7 separate regions of the Mus musculus genome follow, and regions 1, 2, 3, 5, 6 and 7 are each linked to region 4. A link is a contact called in public HiCAR-type, HiChIP or PLAC-seq, Micro-C and promoter capture Hi-C data. All regions are on one chromosome and are shown on one strand. Each heading gives the region's core, a stretch centred on a gene start, on an enhancer-like site or on the middle of the called end of the contact. The rest is flanking DNA. Distances are from core to core; before and after follow the strand shown.

Evidence for each region. Promoter capture Hi-C pulls out the DNA fragments that hold promoters and counts their contacts. Hi-C and Micro-C count contacts between places; a contact is called where the count stands out from the background. HiCAR-type assays count read pairs that join an accessible place to other places. HiChIP or PLAC-seq counts read pairs in DNA pulled down with a chosen protein or histone mark.
Region 1: a contact with region 4 is called in an H3K4me3 HiChIP or PLAC-seq map of embryonic forebrain, with 6 times the contacts expected there. The contact joins the enhancer-like site here to the promoter of Nfib in region 4. A contact is called at or near these places in 2 of 39 promoter capture datasets (embryonic stem cells and hippocampal neurons), 1 of 484 Hi-C or Micro-C datasets (cerebellar granule neurons) and 4 of 115 datasets of contacts at active chromatin or transcription factors (embryonic forebrain, embryonic stem cells and forebrain).
Region 2: a contact with region 4 is called in an H3K4me3 HiChIP or PLAC-seq map of neural progenitor cells, with 34 read pairs. The contact joins the enhancer-like site here to the promoter of Nfib in region 4. A contact is called at or near these places in 5 of 39 promoter capture datasets (the 3T3-L1 cell line, the HPC-7 cell line, cranial neural crest and 2 more), 10 of 484 Hi-C or Micro-C datasets (the HL-1 cell line, brain, cerebellar granule neurons and 6 more) and 15 of 115 datasets of contacts at active chromatin or transcription factors (craniofacial prominence, embryonic basal ganglia, embryonic forebrain and 11 more).
Region 3: a contact with region 4 is called in a HiCAR-type map of astrocytes, with 7 times the contacts expected there. The contact joins the enhancer-like site here to the promoter of Nfib in region 4. A contact is called at or near these places in 11 of 39 promoter capture datasets (the 3T3-L1 cell line, the C10 cell line, cranial neural crest and 7 more), 2 of 484 Hi-C or Micro-C datasets (neural progenitor cells and stem cell-derived neurons) and 13 of 115 datasets of contacts at active chromatin or transcription factors (the NIH/3T3 cell line, astrocytes, cardiomyocytes and 8 more).
Region 5: a promoter capture Hi-C map of liver shows a contact between it and region 4, with 6 times the contacts expected there. The contact joins the enhancer-like site here to the promoter of Nfib in region 4. A contact is called at or near these places in 9 of 39 promoter capture datasets (the 3T3-L1 cell line, 3T3-L1-derived adipocytes, cranial neural crest and 4 more), 10 of 115 datasets of contacts at active chromatin or transcription factors (cardiomyocytes, craniofacial prominence, embryonic forebrain and 7 more) and 1 of 9 other capture datasets (embryonic stem cells).
Region 6: a Micro-C map of embryonic stem cells shows a contact between it and region 4, with 2.8 times the contacts expected there. The contact joins the promoter of Ttc39b here to the promoter of Nfib in region 4. A contact is called at or near these places in 4 of 484 Hi-C or Micro-C datasets (all in embryonic stem cells), 2 of 115 datasets of contacts at active chromatin or transcription factors (both in embryonic stem cells) and 1 of 9 other capture datasets (embryonic stem cells).
Region 7: a contact with region 4 is called in an H3K4me3 HiChIP or PLAC-seq map of forebrain, with 3 times the contacts expected there. The contact joins the promoter of Snapc3 here to the promoter of Nfib in region 4. A contact is called at or near these places in 1 of 39 promoter capture datasets (stem cell-derived epiblast-like cells), 1 of 484 Hi-C or Micro-C datasets (embryonic stem cells) and 1 of 115 datasets of contacts at active chromatin or transcription factors (forebrain).

The regions. Positions count from the first base shown.
Region 1 is chr4:83,231,911-83,234,837 of GRCm38.p6, forward strand. It overlaps Ttc39b (tetratricopeptide repeat domain 39B), which reads right to left. Exons shown (of 20, transcript NM_027238.2): 18 at 801-918. Among named protein-coding and RNA genes, the nearest start is that of Gm46887, 47 kb to the left of the region's middle. Within about 2 kb of position 1,376, at least 74 of the 459 cell types and tissues checked have an H3K27ac peak or open chromatin away from gene starts, as enhancers often do. A contact at or near this core is called in cerebellar granule neurons, embryonic forebrain and forebrain, where this site is marked.
Region 2 is chr4:81,726,632-81,729,657 of GRCm38.p6, forward strand. No RefSeq gene overlaps it. Among named protein-coding and RNA genes, the nearest start is that of Gm11412, 15 kb to the right of the region's middle. Within about 2 kb of position 1,275, at least 59 of the 459 cell types and tissues checked have an H3K27ac peak or open chromatin away from gene starts, as enhancers often do. A contact at or near this core is called in brain, cerebellar granule neurons, cerebellum and 10 more, where this site is marked.
Region 3 is chr4:81,763,139-81,766,506 of GRCm38.p6, forward strand. No RefSeq gene overlaps it. Among named protein-coding and RNA genes, the nearest start is that of Gm11412, 21 kb to the left of the region's middle. Within about 2 kb of position 1,338, at least 69 of the 459 cell types and tissues checked have an H3K27ac peak or open chromatin away from gene starts, as enhancers often do. A contact at or near this core is called in astrocytes, embryonic forebrain, neural progenitor cells and 3 more, where this site is marked.
Region 4 is chr4:82,504,378-82,507,259 of GRCm38.p6, forward strand. It overlaps Nfib (nuclear factor I/B), which reads right to left and starts at 1,402. Exons shown (of 12, transcript NM_001113209.2): 1 at 354-1,402. The coding sequence starts at 383.
Region 5 is chr4:81,670,593-81,673,920 of GRCm38.p6, forward strand. No RefSeq gene overlaps it. Among named protein-coding and RNA genes, the nearest start is that of Gm11412, 71 kb to the right of the region's middle. Within about 2 kb of position 1,534, at least 4 of the 459 cell types and tissues checked have an H3K27ac peak or open chromatin away from gene starts, as enhancers often do. A contact at or near this core is called in liver, where this site is marked.
Region 6 is chr4:83,322,329-83,325,441 of GRCm38.p6, forward strand. It overlaps Ttc39b (tetratricopeptide repeat domain 39B), which reads right to left and starts at 1,861. Exons shown (of 20, transcript NM_027238.2): 1 at 1,743-1,861. The coding sequence starts at 1,784. It overlaps Gm42306 (a long non-coding RNA gene), which reads left to right and starts at 442. Exons shown (of 3, transcript XR_881382.3): 1 at 442-2,439.
Region 7 is chr4:83,416,270-83,419,207 of GRCm38.p6, forward strand. It overlaps Snapc3 (small nuclear RNA activating complex, polypeptide 3), which reads left to right and starts at 1,455. Exons shown (of 9, transcript NM_029949.4): 1 at 1,455-1,785; 2 at 2,437-2,514. The coding sequence starts at 1,484.

The DNA.
Region 1 (2,927 bases), core at 126-2,625, 730 kb after region 4:
CTTGAACATTAGGAAAATGCCAATAAACTAGAGCTGCGAATACACCAAATTACCTTATTGGGGAACAAGATTCCGTGTCCTACATTCTCATAAATACTGTCATGAGGGAGGAGTCCAAGTGGCTGTTAATGGGAAGGCACGTGACCTGGGAAAGAAGGCATCAGGTGGCACACTGAATGGCCTCTATCTTTTTGGCTTGCAGTCTTTTCAAAAATATTGAACAAAATATTTAAAACCCAGGAGACCTGACATTAGATGCAGTTTTCAGGTTCTTTATGAAAAGAAGTAGGGAGCCCTGCTCCTGGGCCCACACTGTGCAGAGTGAGTAGTCACAGCCATTAGAACACAGTGGTCACCAGTTTACTGACAGGCAGTCACCCTTGCTCCAACTCTCTGAAAAGTATCAGGACAGTACTGTCATTGCTGTAAAACAAAGATCACCATACACAGAAGAAATGTCCTGTGGGAAAAAACAAGGAGCAGTATTTTCACCTCTCTTCCCTGCCAAATCACCATCTCTCTCTCACACACACACACACACACACACACACACACACCCCACAGGAAGTGATAGAGACCAAGTGAGTTTGAGAGCCTCAGTAGTTTACAGCCAACGCTTAGCGACTGTCAGCCTGGCTCTAAGTTTACATTTAGCAGTCATCTTTAAGCAGTGAGTGGAAATAACGTAAAGCCATATTCCAAACAAACCGCAGATCTGTTCATGAGGTTAAAGGCTCGGGGCACCCCTTTGTCCCACAGATTCCCCTGAAGCCACCACCTGTCCTCGGGCTGCCTCTTACCTTTCCACAACGTGGTTGAAACACAGCTCAGCTTGCAAGGGCCGCTCCAAGTTCTTGAGGCAGCATCCTTTCAGTAATTTCACCAAGCATTCATCATCCACAGAGTAGTCAGTAAAGTCTTAAAACAAGAAGCATAGACGGAAGGGGGAAAGCTCATTGTTTGCATGGTGTCTGCGATGGATGCTAGAGCCCCATCTTTACGAGGCAGACACTCTGGGCTGCCCTGCACCTCCAGTCCAAAAATGCTTTCAAAAAACTCCGAACTGAGAGGAAAACTAACTGATGTTGGGCTTTAAGGGGACCATTCACAAACACGTTTGTTAACTCACGACACACTGCAAACCCTTGCTGAGAAGAGCATTGAACTCTCTCAATCACCAGCATTTCTTACGCTGTGTTCACAGGCAGAGTTTTCAGGTGGTCATCCTGAATCCTGTGGCCTTAGCTACGACAGGAAATCTGAACTCTACATAAAGAATGAGCTCCATTAATTCTCTCAGAGGTGAAGGGAGGAGCCAGGCTGTCTCCTCCTGTGGTTTTGGCTTCTAACTCTGCTGGCACCCGTGCAGGAGAGGATAGCGCTTCCATATGGAGAAGCAGATGGCCTCCCACCCGTTCAAAATGCAGGAAGCAGAAACCTCTCTTCCAGATCATTATGTTTACAACCTAGCAGTTCTCCCAGGTTATGTTCTTTTGGGGGGAAGTTATGCCGTGAAATGGTTCCGAAACGTGGGCGAGGCACCCCAAGCCCCCACGAACCCCCATGCTCCTAGAATGTCAGGGCCTTCCTTCCCCACCCGGACCCCTGTCTCCAGCTCAGTTTGGGCGTATGAGGCAGAGTGAGTCGCATCGAATGGGGCGGTGGCTGTGTGACAAAGGTAGCCATGCCATGCGCTCCATGCGTGAGGGCTTTCCTGCTTTTTTTCTTTTGCGGGTGACATGTGAAGAAGCTATTCCAAGACAGACTGCTAATTTACACGTCTCAGGCTGTGACAGTGTGGAGGGGTGGTGAAGGGAACTGAGCAGACTCTGAACGTCCCCAGATTGAAAGGCTCATGCTTCAGGGTCAAGGCTCAGACCTCACCAGTGACATGTGCTGGTGTTTCAGCTTATAAAGCCCTCACCTATTAGAGGTTAACAGTGCCACTCACCCAGCTAGAAGGGGCTCACTTCACTTCTAAGTGTTTAAACATTTGAGATTCACTTCTAACTATCAAGTGCTGACACGTCACTAGAAAGCCCACGGATGCCAACACCTCTAACCTTTCCCACTACTTAGAGCTACCTTTCCCTACACCCAACCCATGCTTCTCTCAGAGATGTCTACGAAAAGGTCAGTCGGCCCTTAGCCCAAAGCCTTAAGACCCACACAGGACACTGGATTTTAGTGTCACTGCTGTGTATCCTATTGAACTTTGAGAAGTAGTTTTCTGACAGTTTGTGTCGTGACAACATCTGCTTGCTCAGTGAATTATGGTTTTTGAGGTGCCACAGACAACTACCATTGAAAAACCAGTAAAGTCACTCTGTGGGGATCTTAAGTTAGCAATTTGACAGAGGGGTTTATATCCCACATCCGACACAAACCTCAGAAGCAAAACCACAGACTCCTCTGACCATAGTACACTGTCGTCACATGATCACTCCCTGTCATGATTCAAAGTCTCATGAAAGAGGAAGATTTCAATAGTTTCCATCTTCAATTGGAATTTAAAAATATATATATATCACTGCAACAAGACAGGCGATACGGCTTTGCCGGTGAAGGCGACTGCCACTAAGGGTGATGACCTGGGTTTGATCCCAAGGACCCACATGGTAGAAGAAAAGTACCAGTGTCACAAATGTCCTCTGACAACCACACACACATAGAGAAATGATACTGTTTGAAAAGTGGGGTTTTTTTGTTTTTTTTTTTTTTCAATCATGGTAACGATGCCCAAGTGTATGTGCAGCACAGTGAGGGGCTGAGTGTCCTAACTGTGGGCAGGCCAAGAAAGAAGGAAGCTTAAGAACTACAAAAATATCTACGCTGCGTATTTTAGAAACTTGCTGGATCGCACCAAGCAGGAAACGTGGAAGCTGACTGAAACGTGAAAGGCCACCAGACTGCAATCCCTTCATGTA
Region 2 (3,026 bases), core at 25-2,524, 780 kb before region 4:
CTCCCACTGCATTGGTATCTATAAAAAAGCTCCAAGTGCATTTTCACCCAACAGATCATCCATATCACCCTTTTCTCAGGCTCTGAGCTTCTCCGGGTAGGGGCAGGAAGCCTATTGCAGTCAGGTTTTGTCCTATCTTAGTGAGACAGGGCTTTAGCATTCTGCAGCATGGGAGGTGGCCACTGATGTCCACGCCAGGAGCGGTAGAGCCAGGGCAACAGGCAGCAGATGGCTCAGGGCTTTATCCTGGAGTTTTAATGTGCGGGTGGCACGCCTTCCTTCCTGCCCTCTGTTGGTCCCTGATTCTGAACCACTAGTCCTTTTCCAGTTTGCTCACCCATTGTCTTTTCCCTGCTGTCATTTGTGCCGGGGCTTGGGGAATAATGTTGCTGGCACACAGAGCTTTTGAGAGAAATGTAAATTGCGAGCAACACTGTGTCCTTCTGTTTTCTCATCAGAAAGCAGCATCTAGGTGTTGAGTGTGCTGAGCTGGCTGGCCACAGTGCCCGGCAAAGATGTGCCCAGAGTTCAGGAGCAGCCCCCTGTTCCCAGGCCCTGGTTCTGTAGAAGTGGGAGTTTCTGAAGAGGGGGCACTCTGAGAGGGAGGGGAGGAAGGGGTACTTTCCAAAGCAGACGCTCCTGGCTTTGCAAGGAAAGCTGCTCTCAGAGGACTTCAGCAGGCTCACAGACAATCCACAGCTTTGGAAAGTGACAAACAAAACAGTCTCTTAGTCCTGTGCATAAATGTAAGAGGCTTGTCTTAAGTGTGTGTGCAGGACTCCAGCGGACTGAAAATGTTACCGGAGTCAAAGTGAACCATTGTTTCGGTTATAATGAAGGCAAGCAATTTTTTAACAACAGAAGTTCTGTTCTGAAACCCCCCTCTCGTCCCCCCGCACTCAGTTCCTCTGCCCCTGCACCTGCTTCATTTTTGGCTTCTTGGCACTGATGTTGCCAGAGACATCAGCTGGCAGTGGCAAACCGCTGAAAGCTCCCCTGCCATGCAGCTCTGCAAATGCCAGCCATTACCCACTGGTGCATGCCCGCTTAGAAAGACCCCCTTCTCCCTCCAGCCCCACTTTCGTCTGCCCCCCAGTTTTACTTCCACATCAGAGTCAATGAGGCCGACTAAGCAGTGGTCGGGCCCTCTAATAGATGCACCCCTTGATTGTGGGTGCATCCATTTTACTCCATCTCTTTGCTGGGATCATTATATTTTGATCCAGGATGTGCGGAACATGTAAAGGATGGGACTGTTTCTTCTGTTCAGTAAAGAGTGGTTGGCCCACAGCGCCCTTCTCAGGCCTTGGCAGATGGTGGGGTGCTTTCTTGAAGTCTCTTCGACTTGAAACAGCCTTTTTGTTTTTGTTGCTTACTGAGAGGCCGTTGCCCCAAATTCACTGAATAAAGACATACACTTTTCAGTTTAAAGCTAAGCCCCCAAGAGATAAATACTGACTGAGAGTCGGAGGCTGACGGACAAGCTGGAAAGGCAAAGGAGCTGCTGGAAGTTAAGTATTCAGCACAAGGCTTTGCAGTTTAAAAAAAAAAAAAAAAAAAAAAAAAAAAAAAAAAAACCAAACCCGGTGGCTTTAAGTTCCCACTCACCACAGCGGTTCAGGCTGTGTACTGAGAAAGTGTGAGAAATCTGTGAGAAATTCCACATATATTTATTTTTCTTGGAAATTAGAGAATATCTTCACAGTGTACACTCTGAAGGGCTTTTGTTTTGTTTTGTTGTGTTTTTAATGATCTAAACCATCTGGGGAGTTGATAAAGAATGTGATTTTCACAAGCTGAGCTTGCAGAGCCTATTGCTAAATCCCAAACCTTTATCCAGTCTACAGATAAAACCAGGGTGGGAGAGCTTCCCTTCCAGATCCAAATACTAAGATCCCACGGGTGCCAAACGCTTTAGTATCTGGGTGGCAAGAAAAATAGACAGCTGACTAAGGGAGCCTGGCTTGAGACTAGAAATTGTTACTATTTTTTTTTCCTCGTTGCTGTTGTTTTAGATTTGTGAAAGTCACAACTTTCCAGAAAGTCTGTCTGGAACACAAGACACTATCATGTTTGTCTAACGTTTTCCTGTTTTGTTTTGTTTTTGTTTTTTTTTAAATCCAGTGACAAAAAAACCCATGAAAATATATTTTAGCTAATGTTTAAAAGATATCTTCCAAATTCTGGAACCTCAAAGTTTTCTTACAAGGAAGCATTACAGAGTCCTAGAGGTGTAGAGACCAGATTACAATAAGTTTCTTTTTAAAAAAAATTATTTGTTTGTATATGGTGTGTGTGTTTGTGTGTGTGTGTGTGAGAGAGAGAGAGAGAGACAGACAGACAGAGAGAGACAGAGAGACAGAGAGACAGAGACAGAGACAGAGACAGAGAGACAGAGAGAGATATGGGGTGGGTGACAATGTGCAGGAGTTGATTCTCATATTTCACCAAATGAATTTCTGGTTTGAACTCAGATCTTAGGAATCGGTGGCCAGTGTCTTTATGTAGAGATCCATGTCTCTGGCCTTCTTTGGAATTTTTGACAGATCTCAATATGCTGCTTTGGATTTGTGCCTCAGCAGTCTCTCATCGGGTGACTAAGGCAGGGAAATCAGGGAATGCCATTTAACTGACCGCACACTCACTATCTACTTGAAACTTGAAATTCTCTCTCTCTCTCTCTCTCTCTCTCTCTCTCTCTCTCTCTCTCTCTCTCTCTCTCTCTCTCTCCATTAAATCCTTCATTTCCTCTGAGTTCAATCTCTTCTTTTGTTTTTGTCTCTTAACAACAAATATCCTTTTGAATGCAAACATATATTACTGTAAGTTTAAATTCAACTGTGACACAAAAAACCAAATAACCAAGAAGCCAAGGAGTATTTACAGGGCTTGGACATGAACTACTAGTCTCAAGGCAGTCTTTATGGCAATCTGTGAATCAGTAGTTATCTGCTGGCTATCACTTGCTACTTAAGCTTTATTCAGACTTAGGCAAATGGCATCACACTAGACATTTGTATTTCTGG
Region 3 (3,368 bases), core at 88-2,587, 740 kb before region 4:
ATAGGAGTTAAGTGCAGGGTCCACGGGAACTAGCAGCATTTTGAGGGAAATGAATTTTAAAGAAAACAAATGAAATAAAGAGATATCACAGCTTTAGGGGTTTTGTTTTGTTTTTTAATGGGACAGGGAGGAGAGCCCTCTCAAGTATAAAGTGACTTCAAGCAGTGGAGGATTTTCACCTCCCTGCTTTCTCAGCAACCACACCCACCATTTTCTCACCTGGCTCAGCACCAGGCCCAGAGGGAGACATTTAAAATTTTTTATTCTTTTAATTGGAAACGGATGCTGTACCTTGTCTTTCAAGCCTGCTTTGAGAGGGAGGTAGGTAGTGAGGGATGAAGTAGTGAGGGACTAAGGGAGGAAAGAAAGATGAAGAGGCAGGAGGAAGGGGAGGGAGGGAAGGAGGGAGGGAGAGGGTGAAGAGAGAGGGAGGGAGGAGACCTAGCCAAGTATTAGTTTAGCCGGAATGAAACCTTGTAAAACTTTGAAATCAAATTTGGCATTCAACTCTGTAGATACTCACACTGGAAAACTCCAGAAAGTCACAAGAACGTTGACTGTCTTGCCCAAGATTCTTCTTTTCAAGTGTTGTGGCCCCCTGCTCCCTTCCCGAGCCATTTTCTTTGGCATTGGACTTACTGTACTATCGGGTACAACGCTACATTTCTACAGGCTGTGTCAAAGCATGTCAAGTTGCAAAAGGGCTTGTAAAATAATCATGGACAAGGAAACAGAACAGCCATTAAAGCTGTAAAGGGACGACTACACTGAAGGGCAGGCTTGAAATAAAGTCCATGTGACCTACGGAACAGGGGAAGCTTCTGAAGTCTGGAAGACAAAGCACAGGCATGTCTTCATTTCTTTTTTTTCACGGGGCACCGGGATTTTTACTTTGCTGTAGGCACCCGGAGCATAGGGGAGTTTGCTGAGGCCAGGTCTGATCTGAAGCCTGTCCGCTGTTGAGACGAATGACAAGGCCATCTCTGCTTAAACACCTGAGTTCAGAGTGACAGCAAATTCCAGTGGAGCCAGGTATCCATCTGCAAGAACTCCTAGCAGCTCACTTGTACTGGGAAGCGACCCTAGGCTGCCCTGCTTTTGGTGAGGACAGCTTTGCCTTGCGGCTGGGCACACCACATTCAAAAGCAAACATTGGACAGCTTCACCTTCTTCCACTTTGGCAAGGAAAATAGAATGCACAAAGGAGCATTCCTTTAGTTGTATTTAGAAATGAAAGTCCCGGCGGATTTAGGAGCTGGTGCCTGGGAGGCCCCTGCATTGTGAGCCCTGTGCAGCAGGCCGGCCCGCTTACACAAGCAGCCTTTGTTTTAATTAGCACAGGAGCAGCCCTCCCCTCCTCCTGCAGGGCTTCCACTTTACAATTGTCTGGGAACTCCCTCAGCTGAAAATGGTTACTAAGAAAATTTCCACAGAAATCCAACCAAAAGGGCCAGGCCAACGCTGGGCTTTTAAAAGCACTTTTCCAAATTGAGTCTTGAAGGAGTGGACCGCCTGCTGGAATGGATGTCCACTGTAGGGAGAACCCCAAGGTTAACAGTGGTTTGCTTCAAAATAGTAGTCAGTTCTTCCTACCTCTTGCCTCCAAAGAAAGAAAACAACACAACCTCCTTAAAATGGTGTTATGGATCTGGTGTAAAGTGACAAAGGCCAGGGCATTTAAAATGAAAGGAGACACTATCTCCAAGCTAGTTTTCAAGGTTGCATTGAATCTGAAGGTGGTGCAGTGAGTTACAGAAAGTGACTGTCACACCTCTACACACAGCTGCCCTTCCCTAACCTCTAGCTTTTGGACAACTGGTGCCCTGAAGTAGTGGAGATGCACGTGGTATTCAAAGAGAAAATTCAGTCGAGTTAGGCAAGGGGAGCCCTGGAGGCAGTCGAAGCTCCTGGAGATGGCCTTCGTAGCTTTGGTCAAGAAATGCATGTGGTTCCTAGCAGACGTATTACCACCTGATTCATCCTTTGCTGCAATTTTCTGGGTTTTATTTGTGCCCTTTTTATTTTCAACTGGAGTACTTTCAAATTGAAATTTGCAAAATGTGCTCAATGAAAAATTTCATCAAATGTGTACATATTTTATAACTCAAGCATAAAATTTAAATATGTTTTGAGATGTGTGTGTCATAAACATACTTATGTGATATAAAGTACAATTCATTTGTTCACTTGGAAAGCTAGCACATTTTTTAAAGTAATTAAAAATATAGTTTCATTTCTTTTTTTTGGGAGTTTTTTTTAATTAGATATTTTCCTCATTTACATTTCCAATGCTATCCCAAAAGTCCCCCATACCCACCCCCACAATCCCCTACCCACCCACTCCCCCTTTTTGGCCCTGGCGTTCCCCTGTACTGGGGCATATAAAGTTGGCAATTCCAAAGGGCCTCTCTTTCCAGTGATGGCTGACTAGGCCATCTTTTGATACATATGCAGCTAGAGACAAGAGCTCCGGGGTACTGGTTAGTTCATATTGTTGTTCCACATATAGGGTTGCAGATCCCTTTAGCTCCTTGGGTACTTTCTCTAGCTCCTCTATTGGGGGCCCTGTGACCCATCCAATAGCTGACTGTGATCATCCACTTCTGTGTTTGCTAGGCCCGGCATAGTCTCACAAGAGACAACTATATCTGGGTGCTTTCAGCAAAATCTTGCTAGTGTATGCAATGGTGTCAGCGTTTGGAAGCTGATTATGGGATGGATCACTGGATATGGCAATCACTAGATGGCCCATCCTTTCGTCACAGCTCCAAATTTTGTCTCTGTAACTCCTTCCATGGGTGTTTTGTTCCCATTTCTAAGAAGGGCAAAGTGTCCACACTTTGGTCTTTGTTCTTCTTGAGTTTCATTTCTTTATTAGGTTTTGTTTTGTTTTGTTTTGTTTTGTTTTGTTTTTGTTTTTGTTTTTTGTTTTTGGATTTGATTCCTTATTGCTGTTTTAAGAATTTGCAGCTCAAATTGAACTATTAAGTGTTCTGATCTTTAGGTTAAAACCAAATACAAATACTTGGGTATTCTCATTTCATTGCCATGGCACTGAACGAAAACGTTTTAAGTAAATCATCCAATTTCTGCCAATGAATGGCAAGTTGGTGCTGGGAACCACATTTGATCAAAAGTAAAATGCAGTTTCCCAGAGCCAGGTACAGATGCATGAGAGACAAGTTGCTCCACCATAGTCCTGTCAATAAAATATAAACCCCAGGTTCAGGATGATCCCTCTGGATTTTTCAGAGACAGAAAACTTACAAACTGAGCTTATGTCTGCCCTCACACCAAGAAGAACCATTGAGCAGCAGCAGCAGCGCTCTAGGCAGGCTCTGGGCATGACATGCTTCACAGTTAGATTT
Region 4 (2,882 bases), core at 152-2,651:
CCGGCCAGGGAGTGAGGGTGCCGCCGCGGCCACCACCGCCGCCGCTGCCTTCGCCGCAATCTCCTTAGGGGCGGACAGGGGCTCACGGCCGCAGGTCTCGGCCCTGCCCACCCCCAGCAGCCTCGCCCGCCCGGTGCCGGCTCTCCCCGCTCGGGCGCTGGGATGGGCGCACACGGCAGCCGTGGTCCCACGCCGCCCGCACAGCCCACCGCAACTCCGCACTACTTCTCGGGGAAGACCAGGGTGTGCCAAGGTTAGGCAAAGCCTTTGAGGGTCTGCAGCACAAGAGCAAGAAGACACAACAAAGGCGTCTGGGGCCAGAGAAAGCTCGAGAAAGCGACCAAGATAAGTACCTGAGTGAGACAGATGGGAGAATACATCATGACTTCGCCTTAAAACGCACTTTCCCGGAGATGCCCAAGAAAATCTTCCAGAAGCAAGGATTTCATCTATTCATTTTACAGTCATCTGAGCCCAGCGATGCGATCAATCAGGACGGGGCACTGCGCCGGTTCACCGCAACTTCGCAACAAACCCAGTCCTCCTTAAATAGCCAAAGATTCAAGTTCACTCGGCGAGCTAGATTTCCCGGGGTGAAATCCAATCTACACTTTTAACCCTCTTGCGGTTCGCGCGCGCCGGCCGAGCTCTCCGAGGCTGCCGCCGCTGGTGCAGGCTGCTGGTCGCCTGGTTTAGGGGATTTGTTTTCTGTTTTGCAGTTGTTGTTGTTGTTGTTTGTTGTTGGGGGTTGGGGTGCGCGAGGGTTCGGTGTGGGTTGGATTGGGGTGATGGTGGGTGGTGAAATGTTTTTTTTAAAAAAAGGCGGGGAGGGGGGCGCAGGAGGCCAGGCGGTGGGGAAAGCGAGGAGAATGTGTCACCGCGCTGGTAAAGTTCAAGGTTACCGCCGCCAACACTGCAGCAGGATCCGGGAGTGGCGATCGCAGGCGAAACTTTGCTGCGAGCCGACCACGTGTGTGCGCGAGGGGGAGCGCAAGCGAGTGCGCGCGGGTGGCGGGGCGCGCGCAGGAGAGGGCCGGGTGGGGGTGGGGGTGGGGGGGAGCAGGGAGAGGCCGGGGTGAGGGAGGGGGCGCAGGCGCGGAGCTCCCGGGCGGAAAAGCCTTTGCTGCGCTCCTGCCCCGCCGCACCGCCGCCCGCCCGCTTCGCCCCGGGTCTGACCCGCCGCGCGTGGACTCCGCTGCCGGTGCCGCTGGCCACAGCCCACGGAAAGGATCGGAAGGACCTCCTGAAAAAAATCCCAAACGATCGATCCCGCTTGGCTGCAAACTCCTCTTTTCTGTCCTGGGCTCTATTCCCCCTCCCTCTCTCGCTTTCTTTCCTTGAAAAACTTGCAAGTTGAAAGATTCACCGGTTCCACCCTCTGGACCCCGCTCGAGCTCTCTCCAAATCAGACTTAAGGATTGTTTTATTATTTAATTACACAATCACCGCTTTACTCCTCCTCCTCCTGCAAACGCGCGTTCCTTTTGCACCAGCCTCTCCACACCCCCCGCCCCCCACCTTCCTCCTCCTCCCGCGCGCCTCCCCCAGCCCTCGCGTCTCTCCCCCTCATTTGTTAAAGGTATCAGACCGGTGCCACAGTATTGGGACTTTTCTTTTCTTTTCTTTTCTTTTTTCTTTTTTCAAAAATAGCTCTTCTCTCTGCCACTCTTCGTTTACCCCCGAAAACCCGCCCAGGGAGAGGTTATTTCACTGCTCGCTGCAGACGCTCAAGACGCGAGAACATCCTAAGGGGAGAAGCCCTGAACCGGCCTGGGCCCAAGAAAGAAACGAATGGAAAATTCCCTCACACCCAGGCCGCCCCGAGCCGGGGCTAGGGCGCCGACTCTAGCACCCCAGGCGGCTGGAGGGAGAGGGAGGGTGGAGGCGGGGGCCAGAGTGAACTTGGCCTCCTGGAGTTGCAGCGGACGGGCGCGGAGCCCGGGGCGCGGCGGGCAGCCCAGCCCGGAGCTCGCACTGGCGATCGGAGAGGGGCGCCGGGGTCCCCAGGGTCCCCCGAGCCTCGCCGCAGCGGCCCGCCCTCCCCCGGCGCCCGGTGCACGTGGCCGCGCTCGGAGCGGGAAGGCCGCGCCACCGCTCGCCCCTCCTCTCCTCCTCCTCCTGCCGCGCTGGCCGCGTCCCAATCCCCACCCCCAGAGCCCGGGGCGCCGGCGGAAAGCGGCTCCCTTCCCGCGGGGGTGCGGGCAGGGCGGGGCCGCGGCGCGCCCGAGGCTGCGGGGCGGGAGCGCGCGGGGTGCGTGTGCGGCTGCGGGTCTCCCCGGCGGCTCCCGCCGGCTCCCCGCCCCGCCCCCCGCCGAGTGAATGAACTTGATTCCCGGGACCCTGGAGGCGACCGGCCAGCACCCCCTTTCGCGCGGGCACTCTCTCCCACACACACCGCCCCCCAAATTCCGGGTTTCCGCTAGGGGTGGGTGGGGAAATGGAGGAATCAAAGGCTGCCCCAGACAATGGAGAAAGAAAAGTGAGCGCCCGGGGCTCCATGTCGCCCTAGCTTGGGGCCGCCGAGCGTTTCCAGGCCCCCCGCGGCCTCCCGCTCCCACCCCGCGTCCTGGACTTTCCCCCCCTCAACTTTCTCCAGTCCTCGCACTCCTGACCACCGTGCCCTCCCCCAGCGGACCTGAAAGAACCAGTGACTTTTTCCTTCCCCAAGTGGAAGTTACCCACATCAAGCATTTCACAACGACACATCAAGAAAAGTAGGCAGGTTCAAGTCAACCATGAAATGGTCACTTTTTAACCCCGTCCTGTCCTCATTAGGGAAATGCTCAAACACAGTCCGTTTTCAAAAAGCGCTCTTAATGAGGCGAGCTTGCCAAGTCTACCAGCTGCAGCCCCTGTAAACCAAGAGCCTGGTGAAGAAAGGC
Region 5 (3,328 bases), core at 284-2,783, 830 kb before region 4:
GCAACATAGAAAGAAAAATCATGTGAGAGATTCTGAGGGCAGTATGGTGTCTGTGGCTGCTTTGTTTGCATTCTGTAAGAGTGAAATGGAAAAGCTCTCAACAAAATATTTGCTGTAGGAGAGCATAAGAGAAGGAAAAACATTTCCCACATTGACATTTTGAGCAGAGATGGATAAGAATGGAGAGAGTAATGCCTTTAGAAAGCTAGCCTTAGTGAGTTTGATCCAGCAGCAGAAGTTTCCATGTAGCTCAGGTACAAATGATGGAGGCTTTAAGTGGCCATAGAGTTCAGGTAGCTATATCTTACAAGTCCTCTGAGTAAGATAGAAGTCACAGACACACAGAAAGACAGACCAAAAGACATAAATGCAGTCCTTATTGTCCCATCAGCATCTGTTACCAGCAAGTGATCAACTTCATATATCACCACACATGCACTATTGGAAGAATTTCCCAGAAAGAGGGGGACTTTTACAAATTGAACTAAAGTCAAAATTGTCACTTGAAGAGTCATGAGAATATTACTTCTTGTTGCCATTGTGGCATTTTAATCTTAGTGTAAGGTTAACAGGGAAGCCAAAATATGATGCCAACATGAAATCCTGAAGCAAAGCTACATATGAATTTAGGAGAACCCCTTCTACAGAATGGGACATACCAGCAAGTTGATTATAGAGTATAGGTCATCTGCATACATGCCATTTGAGTCCATTGTCACTTAGAATAAGAATATATACAGAGGTGTTTCCCATGATTAGTAACTTGGGAACTCTGTGCAGTGTGTTGAAGTTTCTGTTTCAGTGATATAAGGAGAGAAAGGTGAAACTGGTTCATTGGTCATGAGTAGAAAATACTTGTAAGTGATTGGGTGTTACAGTTTTTGGGTTCTCTGTCTAGCTCTTCTCTGATTAGCAAAGTGAGTGCAAGAAAATCAATGCCTTTCCCTGAGATTTCACATTATCAATTTCATGATAAATTTGTTGAACTTACGGTTCTTTTTAGAGCAATGAAATGGCATAGTGGGCAATAAAAGTGCTCCCTGCCCAAGTCTGATTGAGTTTAATACCTGTAATCCACAGAAGGAAGCAATCAACTCCCAAAAGTTTTATAGGCATGCACTTACAAATGCACATGCATACATACAATACACCAAAATATTAACAATAATAATAATAATACTTAATAATCATTGAAAAAGCAACTTTGCCTACCAATCCTGCCTAGCAGTTTCTCCTTATGCTAGTGGAACAAGGCTACAAACAGAATACAATGTATCCCCAAAAGTGTTTACTTTAATTTTATGGAGCTTTCTGGCCATGGACTAATCAATTCTATGTCCTGCAAGCACCATTGACATGAAGTGTGTGCATGGCAGAAAGGAGTTTGTTTCCTATTTCTTTCTTCTACTCCTTCCTATATGTGGAGCCTTCACTGCCTTCCTGGTCATTGAATAAATATGTAGGACTTCTCCAAACACTATCAGATTGGCGAGACATTTGGTCTGTGTTTTGCACATCCTGCCAAGATAAGCTTGGTCATTTACCTCTGTTTATTTTCATTTTCCAGACACCAGGTACTGTTTGCATTCCAGCACCCACACAAGAGTAATATCTCTCCAATTAACACGGCATAGATTCTGATTATTGCTTAAGTTTGGTGAACTTGGTGTCAAGCCAACCAGAGGCATCTATCAAATAACAGCCAAGGGCACTGGTTTTTTTCAACTCTTTTCAAATTCTCCTCAGCAATAATTCAAATGGAATTTTTAACAATCTTGTAATAGCAAGAAGAGGAATGGAAAGAGGTGGGAGGATGCAAAGAAAGAAGGGAGATTTGCTCTCAGAGAAGCTCAAGCAAAACCTGACACCAACCACACCTACCTCCATCACTTGTATTGTGATTGGCTTTCTCCTCCCCCCCCCCCCCACCCCCTGAGACAGGGTTTCTCTGTGTATAGCCCTGGCTGTCTTGGAACTCACTTTGTAGACCAGTTTGGCCTCGAACTCAGAAATCCGCCTGCCTCTGTCTCCCGAGTGCTGGGATTAAAGGCGTGTGCCACCACGCCTGGCCATGATTGGCTTTTTAAAGGACACAGACATGATTTTTGCTAAAACTGTGTTTACTTTGAATTTATCAAAAACAAAGTAAAACAAACAAACAAAGAAACCAATTTTAAGCTGAATCTTTTATACCTCCTGGGGTTGTCTGACCAAAGTTTTTAGAGCCTGTAGGGTCACTTGCTGCAAGCAACATTCTGGTCATTATATCTTGATTGTTCATGAATTTTCATTGACTCCTTGATCTTGTGCCATCTTTGGAGCACCAGGGCAAGCTGGCTTGTTGTGTTTCTTCTGCTTTTCTGCCACAGACCCCCCCTTGCATGCAGTTGCAAATCATTGCACACATAATCATCTTATGGCTAGGATTTTATTTTAATTCCTATTTGGAACCATGTTGAGCACTCAGTACACACATCTCTGAGACCAGATACTTCTCTGTTGGCTGTCAAGTTTTCCCATTTCTCATCTAAATATGAGCTGAGTCCTACCATTCTTATTTGTTTATAGAAAATAAAGGTTGTATCATACGAAAACTGTGCTATCAATGTGCTACCTGTGCAATCCCAAAATACTGTAACTAAAATTTACGCAGACGTGATAGCATTAATCAAATGCTCTCAAACAGGCTTTTAAAAATATTTTTGAAATAATTTTTGAGCATTTCAAACAATGTGTTTTGAAGAAATCCATCCCTCTCTGCAAGAACTCTTCCCAAATCTTCTTCTCTTACCCCACTATCCATTCAAATCCCCCCCCCATTCTCCCTTCCTCTCTTTCTTCCTTCCTTCCCTCTCTCATTTTCCCTTCTTCCCTCCCTCTGCATGTCTTTTTAAAAATTTATTCAATCCAGTTTTTGTTGTCTGACTCCTGTCAGTAAGAGGCTTGCCCTGGGACGAGGACTTTACACCTGGTATTGCACAACTGACAACATTTGAGTTATCCCTCTTCTATCAGCAAACAAATGTCAATAGTTGCTCAGCTAGAGGGAAACTCCGTATCTATCTTAATGGTTTGAGCATGTGCAGGCTGTAACAACTGCTGTAAGTTCATATATGTGTGCATCTATCTTATTGTGTCTGTAAAATACTGTTTTAAGTCATCCACCATTTTAATGGTGGCTCTTATAATTTTTCCACTTCCTCTTTCGAGTAGATCCCTAACCCTTAAAGGGAGATACCTAAAGTTCTTCCTATGGAGAATCAGTAAAATTTCTCTTTGTACTGACCACATGTGACTATTGCTTAATAGGTTAGAAGCACTTCCTGGA
Region 6 (3,113 bases), core at 611-3,110, 820 kb after region 4:
AAAGAGTACTTAAGCACTCAGTAGAGAGTGGATAAACGTATGCCCACATACTTGTCCACCATGAGGGTAAAACATAGATTTGGCAGGAACAAAAAGTCCCTTTGTGCCTTGTCCATCATTGGGAGCTTATCAGTAATAAGGCAAAAACTGAGGTCTGATGGAGGCATATCTTTTCTGCAGTCATGCAGTCACTCAACAAACATGTATTCAAGTCTTTGTGCCAGGCTGTCTGCTGCTCTGATACCTAACTTCGACATGAGCTCTTGAGTTTGTTTTATTGGCAGTTGACAGAGTAACCTTCATCTCAATATGCCAAGACAATCCCATTTAACATCTACTGTTATGGCTTGCATTTCTTCAACAGTGAGCCAGAGTCAGAAATACCACTCTATAGTTAGGAGCTACTCTGGGTCTTGATTGTTTTTTTTTTTTTTTCTTTATTACGGAAGAAAAAAAAATATCCATGCTAGTCGATTTTTCTATGTGTCTAGACCTGGTTAGCCTTGAATTTGTGATTCTCCTGACTCAGCCATCTGAGTGCTGAGATTACAGACCAGGCTCAGGATTGTTCTTTCATTTTCAATACAAATAGATTAAATGGTTATGGACAGGGAAGCAGCTGGAGACAAGCCTGGGATAAGCTATTGAGACTGTACAACAGCCTCCATCATGCCAAGACTGTGGCTATTTAATGTATACACAAGAGGGAACGTTAGAAACTCTTGAGGAAGTAGTAGATGGTCAAAGTACCGTAGTAGTGTGTTACCTGGATTACGAATGTAAAATTTAAAAGCGCAGGCAACAGGCCATGCCAAAAGACTGCCTAAAGCTATAAATAAAAGTTGTCACAGAAGAAAATAGTAACAAATATTCTATCTCATTGTTTGCCTTGTGTGTCCTTAGAAGGTCCAGCAACACATCCATGCCCCCTGGGCAAGCGCTAATTCCCTGGTGTGTGGTCTTGGGCCCACACCGCAAGGCTGGTCCTCAGAAAGCTCTGGTTCGCCGCCTTAACTGTCTGTAGCATAAAGATTGATCCTTGGGGTTTTGATCGGTTCTTAATGTCAACATTTAAAGCACAGTATTTACTCGTTACCAGGATCTTCTGGCAGTAAAGACCGAATCCTAACTCACTCGCCTCCTCCACATCACCCATCTATTGCATCATTGGAAATCAAGGCTTTCTCAGGCCGCGACTTGTAAAATTCAAGTCAGGTAAAATGGCAGCAGAGGCGGCGGCAGGAGCCTGACCCTCAACTTGAGAGCAGAGCGCGCGCTCCCAGCAGCAGCTGAAGGAAGCGCTGAAATCAACAGGTCGGGCGCCCCCGCCCGGGAGCGTTCAGACCCCGGCGCCGCGCGAGGACCCGGTAGGTCACTTCGGTAGCCTAGAGAGGCGAGGCCGCCGGCGATTCTGGACAAGGGACCTTTCCCGGCCGCGGGGCTCAGGCTCCGGCCCTCGGTCCCGGGGTGACTAGACAGCCGTACCCCACCCGCCCGGCGGACACCTCGCGGAACTTCCACAGAAAGCGACACAGAAGTCGAGTCCAGAACGGTTCCGCAAAAGCCCATAGGGTCCAAGGAGGCTCAGGCTGGCCCGGGCTGCTCTGCCTGGCCCCGTGGGACGCTCCTCGGCGTGAAGGACAGCCCTGCCCACCCTCCGTGCCAGCGGAGGCTCCGCATCCCTCCCACGCCCGCCGGTGCCCGCCGGTGCCCGGACCAGCCCGCTCTGCCTGTCCTCGCACCTCGTCCGCGTCCAATTCCACTCGGCTGCCCACGAGCGCCATGTTCCCCTCCGCGGCGGCCGCACACCCACAGGGAACTCAGAACCGACTCTTTTCTGGCTCTGGGTTCAGCCCAGCACGGGTGGAGGAGGAACCAGGCGGCCCCGAGCGACCGGACCGAGCTGTCCCCGCCCCCGGCGCCGCGGTATCCACTGCGCACCCAGTACCCCAGCGGATGCCAGGCTAATGCCCCGCCCCCTCGCCGGATAGCCCCGCCCCGGCACGCGGCCTCCTTAGAGAGCAGCCAACCAGGTTCCGTGGGGAGGAGTCACCCACAGAGTCAGCGGGTGCTCGGGAAAAGGACCTCTGGGGTACTGGCCTCCCTAGAGGATTGGCAGGAGCCTGGCGCCGTGACTGGAGCGCGCAGAGCTGACAACCCAAGGTCGTGGCTGCGCTCCCTCTGTGGCTAGTGGTCCACCTGGTCCTTGGTCTGGAACCAGAGCGTTTACTTCGCCCAGAGGACAGAGCATCTGACAGATGCAGCTAGAGGACAGCTATGGGTCACTGGTCACCTAGAGGCATCTGACACATCACATGCCCAAGTCGCTGTGTCAAGAACATCCTCTCCAAGAGATAGGAGCTCTGTTTTGCCTCTGTGTTTGCGAAGTAACGGCTTCGGTGTAACTCAGAGCCCTGTACATCTCCCAGCACGGTCCAGGTTTTTATTGCTACACCATCTCTCACTCAGCCTTCTGTAAATCCAAATAGACATAATTTGTGCTTCAATTATCCATGAGGATAAGGATGCTGTCTTTTTCTATGCTATATCCCTAGAACCTAGAACAATGTTTTTTGACTGTATTTAGAAATTGATTCCTGTTTCTGACTTGCAAAATAACTGAGCTATCCAACTGGGAAAAAAAAAGTTAAAACTATAAATATTTAGGGTTGAGAGTCAGTTTTATTTTAAACTCCCCTAACGGTGTAATTTGGTAACAAATGTTACAAGACACCCCACTCATATAGAGCATCCCAAAAATGTCCTATCCCTGTTCTGTGGTGTCCCCAGACACCAAACTTCTATCGTTGCTATCACCCCATCTCTCCCCACTTTGTTGTATGCAGTCATTTACATACTCAGTATCTATCTGATTTATGAAATACGGCTTATCGGTCTGTAAACATAAAAACAGGAAACTAATTGTAATTGAGAACTAATCGTGTACTAGGACTATGCTGGGGCCCTTGTATGTTTTGTCTCACTTATTCTCATAGGAAGAGGGACACTGTTTAGTAAGAGTTTAAGTCACTTTCCTAGGGTCAGGCTGCTAAGTAAAACAGTGATGCCAGAATCAGAAACGCAGTCTGGCGGCAGCACCTGGCTAATAGCCG
Region 7 (2,938 bases), core at 205-2,704, 910 kb after region 4:
ACTGAGAACTGCCACACGGGTGCTGGGAACCGAACCCAGGTCCTCTGGAAGAGAAGCTGAAGCTCTTTAGCCACTGAGAGACATCTCTCCAGTCCTGCTTGTTGTTTAGGAGACAGGAATTCCTGTATCCCAGGCTTGCTTCAAACTCCCTCTGAAGGTGATTATGACCTTGAACTTCTGGTCCTCCTGCCTCTCCCTTGCAAGTGCTGGGATTATTGATCCCAGGACTTCATGCATGTGAGCCAAGTATTTTATCAGTTGAGCTGCAGCCCAGTCCATCCAATGAGTTTCAATAAATAAAATATATAATATCCATGCAATACAATTAAATTCAACCAAAAAGGGGGGGGGGATGAAGTACTGAAATTTGCTGCAAAGTAAAAATATTGTACAATATTATAGAAACCTATTGTAAAGGTCATATATGATTACATTTATATTACATGTAGAAAATAAACTGGGTGTGGTGGGACATACCTTTAATCCCAGGACTCAGGAGGCAGAAGCGGCTGTGAATTCAAGGCTAGACTGTTCTACGTAGTGATATCCTATTTCAAAAAGCCCAGATAGCAAACCTTTACAGACGTAAAGCCTGAAAAGTGTTGGCTAAAGTTGGAAGGATTGGGAGTCATAACTAAAAGCAACCTTTTCACGAGTGGTGAAAATGTTCTTAAACTAATGGTTGCCCCATTGTGAATATACTAAAAGCCACTAAAGGAATAGTTCCAATGGCTGAATTATACAACATGTGTCACAGGACAATCATACAAGCCAGGGATTGTTCAGCACACCCTGCTATGATATTTGGAACAGCTGAGCGATGGCCAAGCTTCAGAAACATCTAGGCTCACTGGGTTTCAAGCTACTTCCATTTCCTAGTTTACCGGTTTACTCCTTTAACAATCACATTCGGCTCTCTCCCCGGAAAAGTGGTGACTTTTCAAAATATATACATATGGCTAAGAATGAATTTGTGTGTTGCATAGCCGACGTTCGATAAGCTCTATCGTGCAGGTAGGTATACAAAGGCACGCATACAAACACACACCGTGCCTTTCAGAAGATTCTGGACGAACCAGTCTCAGTGCCCCTTGTCCTTCAGGATTCTCTCTAGGATAGGAGGAACCGCAGAGCAGCTCGCAAAACCAGTGGACAAAAGTCCCGCCCCTACGAACCAGATTTGAGAAAACTATGAGATGGGGACCCAATGATTGAGTCTTTAGGTAATTGTGGGTCCCAATACCAGATCAGCTCGGAACACAGCGAGCCGCACAGCCCTCGGACAAGTCCAGAGAACAATGCATCCAGCCCGGCCCACAGCGACCGAGCCGCGCCCAGGCGGTAGCCAGCCTGCTGGGAAATGTAGTTTCTGAAGCACAGCTCGCGCAACCGCCCGCCACCCCGGAGCTCTGCAAAACTACAAATCCCGTCACGCCCCGCGACGCCCTCTCGCCAGCTTTTGCCGGAAGGGATCGTGGCTGACATGGCGGAGGACCTGCAGGGCGGCGGTGCGGGTGGCCCACAGCACCCAGTCCCCAGTGCGAGCCACAGCAGCTTTCCGGAATACGAGCTTCCCGAGTTGCACACGCGCGTGTTCCATGTGGGCTCCTTTGGGGAGCTATGGCGTGGCCGGCTAGGGGCCCAGGATTTGTCGCTGAGCGAACCGCAGGCAGCCGAGCAGCCGACCGACGGAGGGGCATCCAACGACGGCTTTGAGGATGCTGCAGTAGCCAGCGATCTGGGCTGCAGTCTGGAGGCAGCAGCAGAGCTGAGGGTCGTGTGCGGGTGAGTGTGCGGCTTCGGGGTTTTGCGTGGATCCCGCAGGGCTCAGCCTCGTCCCTGCGCTTCTCGGAGACCCTTAACCTTCGTCCCCCTAAACCCTTTCCGGAAGGCCGGAAGAGATCCTTGGGTCCAAAAGCACTTTCCTGAGGGGTGGATCCAGTAACGGGACACTACAAATGCACGAAAGACTTCTATTCTTGATCTTTAAAGTGCTTGTTGAAGTAACAGCGGTATATATCTGTCATTGATATTTGGACAATGGAAGTACCTGAGGATGGAGGAGACTTAAACAGAGCCGGGTTGAAACCTTTATTAACCGTGGTTTCTAGCGGTCCTCATGAAAATGTTATTACTAAAATTTCCCTAAAAGTTTCTTACCTGGAAATAGAAATACAAAAACTAACTTGTAGCGGTCCTTCTCCTTTTGACAGTACTGGCTGTCCTCAAATGAACATACACCCTTTTCGGTATAACACTGGCACAAAAACCATTGTCTTGAATTCTGGCCTCTTTTGAGCTGCCTGCTGGATTTCATAAGACTTAATTATTCAATGATGTATTTAGGACAAGCTCTGACCCGCTGTTGAAAAATGCATGGCTGATCATAAATCGTTGCTTTTCCTTTCTCCCTTTCCCAACCTCCCTTTCTCTAAGCCTTGATAAACTGAGATGCCTCGGGGAAGATGAAGACCCGGAAGTCATCCCAGAGAACACTGACCTAGTGACTTTATGGTATGAGTTTTGTTTTGTTATATGCTATTTGTTTTGGTGCTGGAGATGAAACACGACCTACCACTAAACTACAGTTAGTCTTTCTGCTGTTTATCTGAACACTCTGAATGTTTTACTCCACCACTTAAAATTCAACCATTAGTTTGGTGTCCTGGCTTTTGGCTGTAATCCCAGCCCTCGGGAGGCTGAGTCAAAACTGATGTAAGTTAGAGGTTAGCCTTAGCTACCTAGTGAGTTCAATGATAATTGATGACTGGTTGTTGTTGTGGTGGTGGTTGTTGTTGTTTTAAACATTTGGACATCCTTTCTTTGGCTCTGTGGCTCTGTGGCTCTGTGGCTCTGTGGCTCTGTGGCTATGGGATACAGTTGTGTGTGTTTCCCCAGGCTCTTCCATTCAGTAAATCACAGATACTGTGCTAATTTA